3 separate regions of the Gossypium hirsutum genome follow, and regions 1 and 3 are each linked to region 2. Evidence: chromatin contacts called from public Hi-C data. All regions are on one chromosome and are shown on one strand. The core of a region is the stretch at or near the end of the contact, and the rest is flanking DNA. Distances in the headings are between cores, read along the strand shown.

Region 1 (2,700 bases), core at 141-2,640, 150 kb after region 2:
TCATGTGATCAGATTAGAAATACTGTTCAAAAGAGTTAGGCACCAGAGAGAGCAGAAATGCAAAATCTCAACAATTGCAGCTCAAAAATTATGTTCAGTTCCATCACTATTTAGTCTATACAACCTAAAGCTCCAATAGAAGAAAGTTTCTTGAAGAACCCAAATCTTGCTCTACCTTCACTCCTTTGTTTTTGACCCCAAACTGGTTGATATGGCATCCACAATTTTCTTCTCCGAGTCCAATATCATCTCAATCCTTTTGTTTTCCATTTCCATTCTCAACCTTTCAGTTTCATGCATTATCTCCATTTTTTTCCTTTCTAACCTCATAACCCTTTCTGCAAATCTCCTAATTTCCATTGCTAGTTCCACCCCTTTGTCTTCTTCCCCCTTTCCCGTTATTGCTGCGTCACCATCACCATCCCCTTCCTCTTCTGTTCTAACCCTTTTCTTCATTAGCCCAGAAAACCGGTTCACAACACTCGGCCGCCGCAATATGTAATTGATGCTGCGGCTTTTGCTGAACCGGTTTCCTCCTTCATGTTCTTCGTCATCTTCTTCTTCTTCCTCGATTGGGTTGTTTTCGTCGTCGTTATGGTAGTAGTTCCCAGCTTCATGTCCGTTTGGAACAATGGAAGCCAATGGTCGAGCCGAGATAGGCAAAGGCCCTTGCTCCAGAGATTCCATGGCGTCGTAGTAAGGCCAAGGGGAAGCAGAGCCGAGGTTTTGGCGTTCGGAGCGGTAGCGACGGCGGAGTTTCTCCATCTTGTGACGGCACTGGAGGGCGGTTTTGGCGGCGGAATCATCGAAGAGGCCGCAACGAGTGGCGACGGTTACGGCTACCTCCTCCCATTGGTTGGCTTTGAGTTGGCCGCGCTGGAGAGAGTACCATTTTTCTTGGTAGGCTTGGATTAGGTTGAGAGTCTCTGGGTGAGTCCAAGGAAGTGGTTGGGGTTTCTTAGCCGCCGGCGATGGATCATAAGACATAGTTTAGGCCTTGGAGGTTCAAAATTCAAAGTGGTCTTTTTGAATTGGGGGCTTTAAATTTTGATTATTAAGGTTTGGGGGGCGGCGCGAGGGAAGGATGACGGTGGTGGCGGCGGTGGAGCTAGGTGGCAAATATGTTTTTCATTTTTTAAGTTTCCGTTTTAAAAATATTTTATGGACTCGAACCCGAAAATTTTGTTCTGGATCTGTACTTGAAATCAGGCCCAACCCAACTACTCAAATGGGCTCCCCGGACCCGGCTGTGACCCTTTAACCACTACGGAATTTTGAAATTTCATGTATTTCTATATTTTTTTCGATTTTGAAATTACAATTTTGATCACAATGTAGGTGTTGATTTCATTGGCTTAAATTCTATTAATTTCAATTTCCACTATTTTTTTTGAAATATAAGAATAGGGTAAATCCCATACAATAAACACGAATAGCGCGATTCGAATCCAGGCTACACCTGGGACGGTTAACATTCTGATCATCAGACCATTGCATGGGGTTCTTAATTTCCAAGATTTAATCCAAGTTAAATTTATTCAGTTTTGTTATCTCTAAAATTTTATACGAAAAATACACTATCAAATGTATATTATCATATTAGTTTTTTATTTTTAATATATTACTTACAAAAAAAGTCAATTAATGGATTTAATGATCATCTTCTATGTTAAGATTGGAATTTCAAATTTTTGAAAAACTATAGGAATTAAGGCTCTCTTTGGAAGGGCGGTAAGATTAATTTCAGTGAAATTAAAAGTAGTAGTGCCAGTTAAATTAGTTATTGTAGTGATGAGATTTAATATAACAATCTTATCTCAATTGACATGGATATTGTTATCAATACAAGAGAACGTGTGTTCGAGTGTGCTGAAGCACATTATCCTATTTATGGGCCGGAGAGGGACTATGGGTAGTTCTAAATATTTTGTAAAAAAAAAACAGATATGATTAGTTTTTATAATGAAATTGTTCAAAAAAAATTATTGATGAGATATGTATTTAAATTCAAACGCATTTATAGCAATGAAGTAAGAATGAAAAATTACTATTAAGAATCGTAGATTGAAAATTGTACTTAATACAAGTATTAATTTATGAAAATTACAACAAATTATAGTTTTATTAGATTAAATAATTGTATATAATGAAATAAGCCAAACTATTAAGGATATTAATGAAAATTCAGTTTATATAATGAAAATTCAGATTTATTTGATATTATAAAAATAATAATTAATTAAAAATATATTTGTTTTAAATAATAATTTTATTAATGAAGAATATTTTTATTTTATATGTATATTTATTTGTAATGATTCGTATTAATTTTATAATAATATTATATAAAATAATTTTTTATAGATTTATTTCATTTAATAATAATTTATAAGTTTTTTTTAAACTATCTTTAATCTTTTTAAAACCATATTTGTGAAAGGAAAAGTAAAATAAAGGGTAAAATTGTGAAAGTCTGTTTCACTGGAATGCAAAGCTTCTCAGTAGAGCATAAAATTCTATTTAAAAAAAAACCAATTTGTTTTGGATTAAATTAATAATTTTATGCATACTACAACACTTATAATAAAATCATTAAATTTTACTATTAGTTCCTATACTTTAAGAAAGTTATAGATTTAGTCCCTATACTTTAAATTGGTCATTTTTAGTCTTTGTATTTTTCAAATTTTAAAATTTCAA
Region 2 (2,700 bases), core at 95-2,594:
GTGATACAAGTAGAAATATGCCCAAAGACTTGAATATCATCAACTTTAATAGCAAACTTGATAAGCAAATACCCCATCTAGAGCTTGCTTATTCAAATCTGGTATCACGCCTCGCTCGCATTTATTTGAGGTAACCTCTAGCTTGAGATCTACAGAATGGCTCGAACTTGTTTATGAATTTAGCTTTGATTAAAAGTTCATATTTCAAAGCTCATCAATCTAAGCTAAAGTAAGAAATCATGGTCAAAACACAATTATTTATTCAAATTTCACAAGAATTCTCTCACGTATGATAATTTAGCAACCACTAGTTTGACATAACATCAGTTCTATCAGCTGCATTCTAAATGCACCAATTCTAAATGCAAATCCAAAAATTAATTGCTCTTTAAGTTCTTATATCATATCATTTCAAAAATTTAAAAAACAAATCCTAAAACTAAAGCAAAACCCATAAAGCTTAAGAGTTCAATTACCTTATTGTGCATCAAAATAGCACATCCAGGCTCCAACTGATCCTTATCAACGAAAGATAAAATCCCCACATAATACTCCGGCCCAACCGACGATGAAACAATCGCATGGTTCTCATCGATAAGCTCCTCCAAGTTACCGACACTCATCGGCGACCCTCTCAAATCATCTACTTTAGATCGATCCTCCTCGGCTTTCTCTTCCTGAGGCTTGAGCCTTTCCTGGTTAGCCACAAACTCTTCTTCCATCAGTAAATAATCCTTGATCCGCTCCAGCTTTAGCAACCGCAGCTTACACTTCGTCAACGGCGTTACAGTCGGAAGCCGAGCCGCGGCCTCAGATCCTTTCTGTTTTCGTTGCTTGCGCCCCACCCTGGCTGGGGGCGCCGCTGGCTCAAATTTCTTATCCTTCTTATCAGAGCCATCGGGTTTCCGGTCCCCTGGGAAACCTTGCCTATTCATACCGCCCGGTGTTCCCTGACCCATCGTTTAGGGTTCGTTTTCAGGCCTCCGACACTCGGCTCAGATTATGAGATGGCTGTGGGATCTTTTGAAAAGAAATTGTGCTATGGATTTGGGATCAAGCAACCTCCTAATTTTTTTTCCCTTTATTGTATTGAAAAATGGAAAATGGGCTTTGAATTTGGATCTATAGGATTAATTCTTCAGCTCTTTTGGGCCTTCTTTTGATTGGAGACCCCAGATTTAGTTGTAATTGGGCCTTTTTGTTCTCATCTTTTAGGAGAAAATTCTAAAAATGAGGAGAAAAATCTAATTTATCACCATATCATTTAAAAGGGGTAGGATCACGTAATCGCTAGACAACACAAGCTCAATGTTTGAGGCATTGGAGATATGAATATGGAATGTTTTGCCACAGATGGCAGATTCCCAATCACCCTTATGACTGCAACAATACTTAGCTACTACACTTTTTTGAGCAATGTAAGATCACAATGAGCATTCTCGAAAACTTATCGATGGTTGTCCAGATTCTTTAATTACCTTTCAAAGGGATTTAACACTACATAGAAGAAGCAGTATATATCATACAGTTTGAGTGAATTTTCAACTCTATTGAGAAAAAAAAACTAGTAAAATGCAACTTCAATAACTATTAACCACCAAACATGGTTGGCGATAAAACAAAAAAGAGTACTAACAAGTCAAAATCCTAATGTTGTGTAAAGTAACAAATATGATCGGAAGCTAGAGCTTTACGAGTGCGAAGCACAGCAGGTAATTCACCCGGAAAGACCAGAGCTGCACCATGTCGCCTTTTTTGAGTTGGTTGTTCTTCAAAACAGGGTTCCACGTGTTAGTGAGGACATAGAGCGAACTTGACCCCATAACCCACTTGTTAAAGGTAATATTTGTTCCCTTCATGGATGGGTCTAACAACCACACCTGCATGGGGTTTTTGTCATCTAACTCTTTAGCCTCTGCCTCGTTGAGAAAGTCATGAGTTTTGACTTGCGAGAAGGGTATGGAGAAACGACTGGCAGTAGGGTTTATGTCGGAGAAAAATATGGTCTTTTGTATGACCAGAACCAAACCCCTACCACCCATATCTTCAACTATAAGTTGTCTGAATTTGGGAGGCAAGTTTGTTGGTGGGATTGGGCAAACGGATTTCTCTTGCTTCCTTCTTTTCTTCGGCTTCAGTTTTGGTGCTACCCAATCGCCATCGTCTTCCTCTTCTACTGCTTTGAGATTACGTTTCCTTTTCAGTCCAACGCTGTTGTTGAACTTGAACCTCAGCTTGAAACCCGTATGGTCTTGTTTGCAAAGGGTTTGAGGTGGTGGGGGTGCATTGTGGCTTTTCTGCAATTTCAGTTGGTCAACATGGAGTACGTACAGCAAGTAACCAAAAGGACCCCAATTGGGATCAATCTTTGTATCCTTCAAAATCATCACGACTGAGAAGCTCCATCATCTTATCGTTTTCACTGAAACAAATTATTTTCTGTATTTGCTTGAAACTGGGAATGCTGCTTTCTTGAGATAAATGTAATGTCTATCTATCTAGTGTATATAAATAGGAAAAGGGTGCTTGAGATGAAAGTAATAGTTCTTGAAATATGACCGTTAAACTATAGTTTCCCGGCGGGGCATTTGAATGGAGTTGTTGTTTACTGGCAGAAAGGCGGCAAATAATGGGCAAAGGTGTAAAAAACCCAAGCCCCCACGTTTGTGTTTGCAACTATTCTGTTCTGTTTCTTGATAT
Region 3 (2,700 bases), core at 148-2,647, 200 kb before region 2:
TAATCTCTATGGATCATACAATGGACATGAAAAATACTTTGATTTCTCAAAAAAATATTAACTAATAATTTCATACAAAAAAGAAATTCTTATTAAACATGAATGGATCACAAATAAACTAATTGAACGAACATGAATAAAAATTTGATTGTTCAAGCGGAATTCATTTATAGCCTTAATATCAATCGTCCCAAGCTTAATTTTGTCACAATAATAATCAAACTTGCATAAAAAAAGAGTTTATCAGCTTCAACAAGCAAAAGAAAGCCAAAAAAAAAAAAAGTGGCTTATATATAGCCATACAAATAGAATATAATACTAGGAATTTAAGCATTTTCTGTGTGTGGTGAATATGCAAGAAACCTTTGTCTTTTCTCTGTGTAATTTTGCAGCAGTCGATCATGATCCGGAAGGTTGTTTTTTATCACAGGATGGGCCCTGAAATTCTGAATCCATGCATGCAATCGAGGGAAGGTCTCTGCGTCCAATATTTTGACATCAACTATTTCTTCAATGACTCCAAAATAGGTCATCCACCCCATGGCCAAATCTAACATCCCTATTTCTTCACCACCAAAATATTTCTTCTCCCCAAGCACTTGTTCTTCATACTACTTTAGTAACTCCTTTGCTTCCTTTACTGCCTTCTTGTGTTCCTCCCCAACCCCAAAGAAGAATGTTATGAATGGAGCTACCTGCAATTTTTCATTTGAAATTCACATTATCAACTGTACAAGCATGAATAATAACATAAACCCGGATTTTAATTCAGTTGATTTATGCAGTTAAATTAATTTACCTTATCCTTGTTGTCGAGGAAGTTGATCCAGAACCGTACCATAGCCCTTTCATAAGGATCCTTAGGAAGCAAAGGATGCTGCTGAGGCCATGTCTCCTCGATGTATTCGAGAATAACAGCCGATTCTGCAATTGCTTTCCCATTATGAACAAGAACTGGGATCTTCTTATGAACTGGGTTATATTTCAATAGCATCTCACTCTTGTTTAATAAATCTTCATCTATGTATTCGTACTCCACACTCTTCAGTCCCAGAGCCCATTGTACCCTCAATCCATATGGACTCGACCAAGACCCTAAAACCTTCAATTCTCCCATTTTCAATTGATTTTTTACTCTTGTATGTTTTTGCTTCCCTGCCATGGCAATGTTCGCATATGTATAGACTTTTGGTCCAAGTTTTTGGCTTGAAAATTTCTTAGATGACCAAAGACTTTCTAAGATATGACATTTCCCTACGTAACAAAGACTAGTCAATGCTGCAACTTCGCTGAAGCTTCCATGAAAATGGGCTATAACTCAGAATTTAGCACTGTTAATATTCTAAATAGGTCCATCCTGGTTCTGGTCCTGGTCGAAATAAAGGGTCCAAAATATTTTGGTTAGGGTCTAAAAAACGAGACCCAAAAAGACAATTGGGCAACTCAGAGACAACAACTGGTGAGCGTGGCAGTTTATTGATCACATCTCTCCAAGAAACGCCAGTGTTTAACTGTAAGAAATGAATGTAACGAACCAAACCAACAGAACTCCCCCCAAGTTCCAGGTTGCTGTCTGGCCATGGCTTCCATGGCACAATTTTGTTACATTATTGGCCCCTCAAACCTTAGACAAAAGTATAGTAGTTTCAGATTTTGCTTCCAAAACCCCGTTTATAGAAAGAATGCACTGTCTAATATAAGTACAAGATTTCATGCAAAGCCATCATCAGTCTCAGTCTCCCCTACCATCGTTTGCTCAGCTGCTAATAAGCCTTCTTCCTCCTCACAAGTTAGGTATTCTTCTTCTCAGTTCTCTCTCATTAATTGTATTTCTTTTTAATTTCTTCTGATTTTGTACTCATATTTATGGGTTTTGGAGATTCTTCTTCGAAATCCGTTGAGAGAATTTTGATGCAAATTTTTTTTCTTCAATTGAATCTGAGAATATTAGACTTTTGGAGCTTAAGATGTTACTGAAAATGGGGTGTTAGGGAGGGAGAGGAGGATATGGAACAAGGGAATGTTGAAGATTATTTTCTAATAAGGAGTAGGGATAGGGGTTGTCTAAGGATCTAACTCGAGACTAGTGTAAATTGAGGTCTTGAACACGAGTCTTTTGTCACATGTTGATGATTATTAAGATGAGATTGATTTTAGCTTTTGCATTGATGTCTGATAAGACTTTATGATAGCTTGGTTTTACACATTTCTTCCTAAAATGAGTTGGTGAGTCCAATGGATTTAGATGCACCATGATGGAGTTTCAGTGGCTAATTTTTTACTTGATTTCTTTTTATTGAATGCTTTTAATTTTATTTTTCAAGTGAGGCTTGTTAATAACTGTACGTGTTCTCAGTTCTTCAGCCAAGATAAGGAGTGAAGTTCTGTCTCCCTTTCGGTCTGTGCGTATGTTCTTTTACCTCGCATTCATTGCGAGTGGTTCCTTGGGAGGATTAATAGCCACCACGCAGTTAATTGCTTCTCTAACCAATCCTGCAAGATCATCCGAAGTTCCCGATATTTTAACAGGTCTTGGCATAGACATTGGAGCAGTATCTATCTTTGCATTTCTGTATTTCAGGGAGAACACTGCTAAGAATGCGCAACTAGCCAGACTCTCAAGAGAAGAAAGCCTTTCCAATCTTAAGCTCCGAGTGAATCAAAATAAGATCATTTCAGTTAGCAGTTTGAGAGGAATTG

What was found. Hi-C and Micro-C count contacts between places; a contact is called where the count stands out from the background.
Region 1: a contact with region 2 is called in a Hi-C map of leaf, with 2.6 times the contacts expected there. The contact joins the promoter of LOC107943720 here to the promoter of LOC107925883 in region 2. A contact is called at or near these places in 5 of 34 Hi-C or Micro-C datasets (all in leaf).
Region 3: a contact with region 2 is called in a Hi-C map of leaf, with 2.6 times the contacts expected there. The contact joins the promoter of LOC107955405 here to the promoter of LOC107925883 in region 2. A contact is called at or near these places in 4 of 34 Hi-C or Micro-C datasets (all in leaf).

The regions. Positions count from the first base shown.
Region 1 is chrA07:93,675,030-93,677,729 of Gossypium_hirsutum_v2.1, reverse strand. LOC107943720 (trihelix transcription factor ASIL1) reads right to left here and starts at 1,390. Exons shown (of 1, transcript XM_016877510.2): 1 at 1-1,390. The coding sequence starts at 987. The coding sequence ends at 178.
Region 2 is chrA07:93,829,147-93,831,846 of Gossypium_hirsutum_v2.1, reverse strand. LOC107925883 (26S proteasome regulatory subunit 4 homolog A) reads right to left here and starts at 1,344. Exons shown (of 6, transcript XM_016856618.2): 1 at 477-1,344. The coding sequence starts at 959. It overlaps LOC121203767 (B3 domain-containing protein At1g05920), which reads right to left and starts at 2,387. Exons shown (of 1, transcript XM_041074220.1): 1 at 1,683-2,387. The coding sequence starts at 2,387. The coding sequence ends at 1,683.
Region 3 is chrA07:94,029,097-94,031,796 of Gossypium_hirsutum_v2.1, reverse strand. LOC107955405 (protein LOW PSII ACCUMULATION 1, chloroplastic) reads left to right here and starts at 1,397. Exons shown (of 5, transcript XM_041116732.1): 1 at 1,397-1,794; 2 at 2,357-2,700. The coding sequence starts at 1,580. It overlaps LOC107955407 (monothiol glutaredoxin-S10), which reads left to right. Exons shown (of 5, transcript XM_041116733.1): 5 at 1-290. It also overlaps the pseudogene LOC121231851.